Linked DNA regions of Triticum aestivum: region 1 is linked to region 2. A link is a contact called in public Hi-C data. All regions are on one chromosome and are shown on one strand. The core of a region is the stretch at or near the end of the contact, and the rest is flanking DNA. Distances in the headings are between cores, read along the strand shown.

Region 1 (4,020 bases), core at 1,287-3,786, 540 kb after region 2:
GCAGCCATGACTTCAAGGAGGAAAGGCCAGTGAACCGAATCGAAGGCTTTGGAGATGTCGAGTTTGAGCATAATTGCTGATTCCTTGAGCGCGTGGAGCCTCCTAGCGGTGCACTATACCAGCATGAAATTATCATGAATGGATCTCCCTTTGACAAAAGCGCTTTGGTGCAAGCCAACCAGCCTAGGGAGCTCCGGAGCTAAGCGGTTCGCAAGCACTTTGTCCATGATTTTGATCACTCCATGCACGAGGCTCACCAGACGGAAGTCCTTAATATCCACTGCTCCCTCAAACTTGGGGAGCAAGGCCACAATTGCCTTGTTGATAGCCGGGAGGCCTCGCATGTCTCCACGACCAAATGCCTCCATAGCACGCATGATATCCTCCTTGATAATGTGCCAACATGTGGCGTAGAACCGGCCTGTGAATCCGTCCGGCCCCGGCGCCTTATCTAGCAGCATGGCCTTGACCACCTTCTCTACTTCCTCCTCGGTAAAGGCCTCCTCAAGGTGTGAGAGCTGCACAGATGGGAGTTGCAGCCGGTCAAGATCTATGGCATGGCCCCTGCATGGCGCGCTCCCAAATGTGCCGGAGTAGTAAGAGTCCACCTCATCGGCTATCTCTTCGTGGTTTGTGAATAGGGCATCCCCGTTCCGCATAGTGGTGATCACATTCCGCCGCTGCCTGTGCTGCGCATGCTGGTGGAAGAAGCATGTGCTGGCATCACCCTCGTGAAGGAACAGAATGCGCGACCTTTGGCGCGCGATCGTCCGCTCCAGAGAGCATAGCCCCAGCAGCTTCCCCTTGAGAAGCTTCCGCATCGCAGCCTCCCCAACAGAGAGAGATCTGGAGTCCATGGCTTTATCTAGGAGGTAGATGACTTCCATCGCTACCCCAATCTGAAGCTTCACATTACCAATACGCTGGTCACTCCATCTCTTCAAGCATTTCCTTGTGGCTCGCAACTTTAGATCCAGCACGAAGAAGGGGTTGCCTTCCCGTGGGACCGAAGCCCAGGCGTCCCGCCCCGTGTCCGTAAAGCTCTCCAGCCTAGTCCAGAAGGACTCAAACCTAAATCTCCGGCCCATACATATCTCGAAATTCAAGTCCAGTAGCAACGGGCAGTGGTCCGAAACCGACGAGCCCATGGCAGTAAGTTGACACGCCGGGTGCATATCCTCCCAAGAGTTCGTGCAAAAGACATGATCTATCTTCTCGAGAGTTGCAACTTCCCTCTCGTTTGACCAAGTGTACCTTCTCCCGTTAAGATACAACTCTTTTAGCTCTAGGCGGTTGAGCTTTGAGCGGAATCGCCCCAACATTCTTCTGTTAACCAGATCGTAGCTCTTATCTTCCGGGTTGACGAGCAGATTGAAGTCCCCTGTGAGAGCGGCTGGTCGAAAAGCTTGGCATACGCTTCCAAGGTCTCATCAGAGATGCGCTCCCCTTCATTAGCAATGCATAGCTTGCGTATTAACGCCGCCTGCTGCTTTGTGGCACTAGAGCCACGGCCTACCCCCTTGGCAATCCGCACACTCCTCCGAGGATTGGATACCGGGGCCCGCCTCTGCCGTGGCCTACGTCCTGTGGTAGCAGCGGCCTTCGAGGGGAGCTCCGCAAGTATGGGCATAAGGGCCCGCCTCAGCTCAGCACAGAGTTCATCCACGTGACTGGTTTCCTGCGCCAACGTGCATGGGCTGCATGGGGGGGGGGGCAATCGGGCTGGGACAAGTGGCCACCTCCACGCCCTCCGAGAGGGACACCGGGAAAGTTTCTCCCACATGCACTGGGCTAGGTGTGCGGGCCCTACTTCAGAGTTGCGTAGGCAACTGGTCTCCATGGCAGGCACCGAGCCCAGGGAGTCAGCGCCCTGCGAGCGGCAAAAAGGCAGTAGGTCTTGTCCAGGGGACAACCTATGGCTACTGCGAATCTCGCTGCCCTCTTGACACAGCCGAGGCGAGCCGCCCAAGCGCAGCGGCAGAGACCCGACCAGAAGAGTCTGCGCTTGCACCTCATTGGCCACCAGCTACTCCTGTACATCCTTGGCCACATCTTGCTTGTCCTGGGCCTCACCGCCAGAGTGCTGCAAAGGTGTCGGCGGGCTGACCGGCTCCACTTGTGCCTCACGGACGGGCACATGATTCCTCCACCGGGCTAGAGTGACTGACGGTGGGGTCGACGGGATGTTCGCCGCACCATCCGCCCGGTCCAACGGCTCCACCCTGCTTGGAGATCCACACAACGACAAGGCCTGCCGCTGCTCCTGTAGGCCCACTGCGCCGGCAGCCCTAGATGCCCTAGCAAGGCTGGTCAACTGCTTCTGTGGGCCGTCCATTACAAATTCTAATTCAGAGTTGCTTTTTGTTTTACCTTGAAACTCGCTTAATCTTAATATTCTAGGATTTTCGGAATATACATCTTTTTTTTGAGGAATTCGGAATATACATCTTGGTGCAACATTGATCGACAATATGTCCATTACGTACAAAGTACATGTAATATTGACGCAAAGCAAACGGTATATGCCAATGGAATAAAGTCGCCACAATGGCTTTGAAGGAAAAAAAGCGTATAAAGGCTCGCACCTCCTTCCCCGTGCCGGAGTTACCGGTGTCCCCCCCTCGCCGCCGACCAAACTCACCCACGAGCTCCCGCGCGGGTTCATGTCCATCTCCCCTACAGAATCCACCAGAGGATTCCACCCGCCCGCTCCGCGCGCCTCGAACCCTAGCCCCAGCCCTCGCCATGGCACCGCCTCTCGCCGCGGCAGTCGCTCTTCCCCTCGGGCCTCTGCCGCCGCGCCTGGCGTCGGCAGGGACGGCGCAAGCCCCGGTGAAGTTTCTCTCGGTCTTTTCGCACTCTCCTTCCTTTCCATGCGTACATCGATTGGCGGGTGTTGTGGGTAGATCTGTATTGGATTGGTTAACTGGTCGATTAGATGCTACCAGGCTGCGGTTAGGTATTACTACTTCCGCAGGACTGGCTCCGTGCTTCGGGTGAAAGCTTTGGTAGTATTATTTAATAGATTAAGAGTTAAGTCTCTAGCTCTAGGGTTAGAGCTTTTGACTCTCCATTTAGCTCGACGGTAGCCTCTAAGGAATTCAGGTACATATTATTGCTCTGGATGATGCTATTTTCTGTGAAGCATAGGTACTCTGTTTATACGACTAGCTGTAGGCTATGAGTCTCTGTTATCTAAGGCTATTAGCATGTCCATCTGCTTCACACGTACTCCAATATACACACACCAAATGCTTCTCCACGAGCATAAGACTGCCGTTTGGAAACCTTAATTACTATAATACCGAAAAATAGTTTCATATGGAAACGGTGTAAATTAATAGTTCATACTTTCAGTCAAAAGTATGTTAGCTGGTTTGCTCCTTGTGCAGTGATGTTGTGTTCTTGATTGTCTTACATTCGATCACATCAACTCTTGATAATGTCTCGTACCAGCATGCTGATTGATAAGTATCTGCTTCAGTCTCAAAAGTTGTCTACATGGCATATGCCCCACAGTTGTCTTTCTTTCATGGTATTAGCCCCGCCCTCGCTATCTCAAAACCTTCCATTTCCAGTTTAATGCTAACAATGGGATATATTTTGCAGATTCAGTGGGTTTTATCGGGCAATCTGTTGATACACCCCAAGCGGTAAAGTTATTTAAGAACATCTGAATAATTTTAGTTTAATTTAACTGAAGTTAACTGTTTTCAGCTTATGTACAAACAACTTTGTTTTCTGCTCTTGGCTTATCCATGCGAATGAATTCAATCCCAGGTAGTCGGATTTAGAATATCTGGTGAAGAGGATGATCCGTACGCCCAAGAGGTTAGTGATGTTTCTGAATGCCAGTCTTCTGGACAGGGGAGTTTGGGTCTCACAGTGCACAGTGGCGGCTCAGTTCAGGCAGATGTTCAGAGACTTGAGTTGGTGGGGTCCCTGGAGATTGACCATAGTTCTGATGGACTTCAGGGTAATGGAGCTCTGATGGCTTCTAGAAAGAATCAGGCTGTGAAT
Region 2 (4,149 bases), core at 1,124-3,623:
TGTTCAGTTTGGTTTTAATTTGCGGGAATATCATGGTCTGGACTACTACGTAGACTGATGAAGGTCAGTGTTGGATGTCTTCCGGGGTTCGGATAGCTACATCCGGACGGATACTATCGATTTGAGGAGTGAAGTCTGTTTTAAACCCTAAGGTTGTAGAGGGCAACACAAATGAACCCTGACCTACAAATCCCTGAAGTTCATACCCTGTACTCAACGATCCCGGTCAATTGTAACCCTAAACCTAACCACGACCTGTTTAGAAGGACAATCCCGACCGGGTCACTTGTTTCTCTCACTGACCGCATGGACCTACATGTCATACCCTTCTTCTTCGTCAATCTCTTTCCTTTTTTTAAGAATAATCTCTTTCTTTTCTCTCCTGGCATCCATCTCGTACGCGACGGCAACTTTCATCGCCAGGGCACCCAATGGACACCACACGCCCCCACTAACTTCTTCATTAGCTCCGCCTCGCTGGTTCGCTCAAACCACCAAAATTAATCGAAGAAAAACCCCTCTAATCGTTGTCGCTGTGGTCATCTTCTCCGCCTCCGGCTGCAGCCTCGATCTCCACCTCTGGAGACGGTCGCACCTCCTCCGCAGCTACCTCAGATCTCTGCGATTCTCCCGAAGACTCTTAGCATCCTCCCGTGAAGCCCCCCGTCCGTGAGCGCTCGTCCCCGCATGACTTTGCTCCGGTCGCCGCTGTCGAGTTTCGTGCCCTCGCTCCCTCGCTACCCTGCCTCGCCCAACCGCATCTTCTTGACCCCGGTGAGGTCCTCTTCTGCATGCCCCACTTCCCGGGTCCACTCGCGCCCCCTAATTCCCCACCGCCACGCACCGCCCGTCGCCGCACTGCAGCACCACCGCGTGTCGCTCGGCTGTGTTGCTTGTGTATGTTTTCTAATCGGGCGAAAATCCATCCGCTAGTGCATAGCTAGCTAGCCTTCATGTGAATGTGAATATGTATATATGTAACCGCCGGGTCTGTCTCCAGGGCGTCACACTCGGAGGAGCTCCGCCGCTGCCATAGGTCACATTACTAACCTGGACGCCGCCGCGCCGATGCGTGCGGTGTCACCAGTCTCACCACTCACCAAGCCCATGATTTCTTTCCATGTGCAAAGCTAGCTAGCTCAGTGGCTTCGGCTGATTGAATTTTTGTGGTCGATGTGCAAACGAAAGCCGACTAGCCAATCGATCTGGTACAAAACACACATAGACGAGTGCCGGCATCGACAGCTTCCTCACAACTTCAGGACGTCCGCCGAGGGAGGAAAAGAAGGGTCCGTCGAGGGAGCAGCGTCACAGGCCCCGAAGCCTCTCTGTTGCTGCGCGCCCGCTCGGCCTCTCCACTTTTTATTCCACCACATCGAAACATCATCCCCAGCCATCGTGGCCTCCTTTCCGTGTGTGCCAACGTAGGAGAGGGGGAGGGTTGGGACACATGATGAAAATGACAGGTGGGCCAACTTAGTCAGTAAGAGTCGCGATTTATCCCGGGTAGGATCATCTTTTCCCAGTCCACCAAACGGATCCAGGATGTAAATTGATCGGGATCGATGAGTACAGGGTATGGACTTCAGGGATTTGAAGGTCGGGGTTCATTTGCGTCGCCCTCTACAATCTTAAGGTTCAAAATAGACTTCACTCTCGATTTGAGGGTCGGTGTTCGAGGTGCGTTTCCGCATGGCAACGAAAACCACGCGCGTCACCCACACGATACCTCACGGCCACGCAACGCGACGGAAGCAAAGGGAGGCACCCCATCGCCCGTCGCCATCCATCCACCCGCGCACGGCTTCATCCGTCACCCCCCTCGGCCCTCCTCACCCGCACCGCACCGCGCGGCACACGCTGACACTCCGGATTTTGGCCGAGCCCGCAGATAATGCTCGCCAGGGCGAGGTCCCTCGCGTCCGTTTCTTCTCCTCGATGCGGGCTGGCCCGGGGTTGTCCACACGAGAGCGCACCGGCATGCAGAAAAAATGATATAAACTTGCAGCCCATCGTTTCTATATTCCCCACGGCAGCACCGAAGTTTCAACTTTGCTTCAGGAAAATCTGCCTTCGTGTCCAATATGTGCACTCTCATACGCGAACTCGTGCGGGGTTAGACGGTAAGACACGATTAGTACAGCAGTACGTGCCGGCAGAAAGAGGGCGTCGACGCATGACACCTCCATGTGCACGAGATGCGTCCGCATTAAGCTTAACCAAAAGGAAGTCCGGCCACAGTTTACCGTAAAATTAAATTAAACACAAGGAAAGATACGTACGATGTGTGGGCCCCAGGTGGTTAAGCAAACCAGGGGCCCTGCGCCTGGGTTCTGCCACTCTCCCGGGCCTATATAACCAGCGCCTCCCCCCTTCTCCCTTTCACCCGTCCAACTATCCAAGGAGTGAGGAAGGCCACAATCAGCAACTGACCCTGTAATACCTTACCTAGCTAGGTGTGGTTTGTTTGTTTGAGCCAGGATGTTGGCGGTGTTCAGCGGCGAGGTGGTGGAGGTGCCGGCGGAGCTGGTGGCGGCCGGGAGCCGGACGCCGTCGCCCAAGACGCGGGCGTCGGAGCTGGTGAAGCGCTTCCTCGCCGGCGCCGAGCCGGCCGTGTCCGTGGAGCTGGGATCGCTGGGCAACCTCGCCTACTCCCACGCCAACCAGTCCCTCCTCCTGCCAAGGTAATAACAACACACCGTCTTTGCGGCTTAACCGACTCGGAGAGAGCAAGCTTCTCTTCCTTAATACTCGCAGGATCCATGGATTCGGGATCGATTGATCTCTCTGCATGCATATAGATCTTTTATTGAGCGAAACGGACAGTTGATTGGATGGATCGTTTGTTCCGCTCTTCCTTAGAAAAAGAGCCACTTGCTCTGCTTTTGTTCTCTAGTTAGTGATGAAGCTTCCTGATGGTGAGGTTAGCTGGTAGCCATGGTCCAGGTGCTACGGTACAGTGTCCAAAACGTTACCGCCACATACACCTGCCATGTCTCTCGCATGCTGCGGATGACCTTTAGCGCCCGCCTAGATGATAAGGTGGGCTCTACTAGTCACAATCATATCACACCACCTCACACGGCAGTATATATTGGTTGTAACAGAGGGAGTAGCTAATAAGCACCGTGGTTTCCGATAATTTCCATATGGGACGCGTCTTGCTGTGATATCAATAATCGCACAATTTTCTGTCCTTATTAGAAGGGCGGTGTTGCTTTCCGAAGACTAAAGCAAGCAATAATGCAACCTTCGCAGTCCATTCCATTAGGTGATGGACCTAGCCACCAACCTAGTTTCCCAGTTTATCGCTTGTAGTATATCTCACTGGCCTAGTTCCGCGGCTCGTGATCGCGACAGAGATTTATCCGTTGATGAACATATTGCTCGCCACAAAAAATTATTCCCTCCGTCCCGTAATATAAGAGCATTTTTTACACTATACTCTTATATTATAGGATGAAGGGAGTAGTTTCTCGCCGCATTTGGAATACACAGTTTCTTTTTACTCGGATATCACGGATCTTGGGGCAATGGACCCTTTTTTCAACATGAAATTCCTGCCTCCCAGTTGGGGCCTTGGGATATTTTTCAATTTTGTTCATCTACCCTACGTGTAATGGTAGGTGGCAGTGTAAAGAAAAAATCAATCAAAAACAGGAAGACGTCGATTGCTATGTTGGCATAGAAACTGTCACGTATGCAGACGAAAAAACGCCACCACATCTTTGGCAACTTGCAGGTCAACGTCGTGCCACCTTACAAAGGCGTGGTGTCCATTAATTTGACTTGACAACAAACGGGCCTCGTATTCTTCGTTAGGCGGCGAACAAAGGTTCAGCAGGATAGTAATTATCGTTTAATTTAAGAGAAAAAAAAGGCACAAGCCCGTGATCTACTATTGGTAATACTATTTTGCTGTTGACGTGACGAGCTTATGGATGAATAAACCATCAAGCAGTGACAGTGACAACATTTGAGCAAAACTTGAATTTAACGGGTGCTACTAGAGCAAAGATCCTTGTGGTTATGTTATGCTAGTTAGTAGAGTATTTGTTTTGGTTATTGGTTGAACCGTTGAGGGAGCAGTAGTGCTTTTGGCAGTCAGTTGCTATTACTAGGAAAATTTCCAAAAAAAAGAAGGAAAAT

Evidence for each region. Hi-C and Micro-C count contacts between places; a contact is called where the count stands out from the background.
Region 1: a Hi-C map of leaf shows a contact between it and region 2, with 2.7 times the contacts expected there. The contact joins the promoter of LOC123120296 here to the promoter of LOC123120288 in region 2. A contact is called at or near these places in 3 of 5 Hi-C or Micro-C datasets (leaf and an unstated tissue).

What each region holds. Positions count from the first base shown.
Region 1 is chr5D:225,384,840-225,388,859 of IWGSC CS RefSeq v2.1, forward strand. LOC123120296 (RING finger protein 10) reads left to right here and starts at 2,537. Exons shown (of 9, transcript XM_044540265.1): 1 at 2,537-2,832; 2 at 3,610-3,653; 3 at 3,781-4,020. The coding sequence starts at 2,664.
Region 2 is chr5D:224,846,053-224,850,201 of IWGSC CS RefSeq v2.1, forward strand. It overlaps LOC123120288 (stem-specific protein TSJT1), which reads left to right and starts at 2,374. Exons shown (of 4, transcript XM_044540262.1): 1 at 2,374-2,684. The coding sequence starts at 2,482.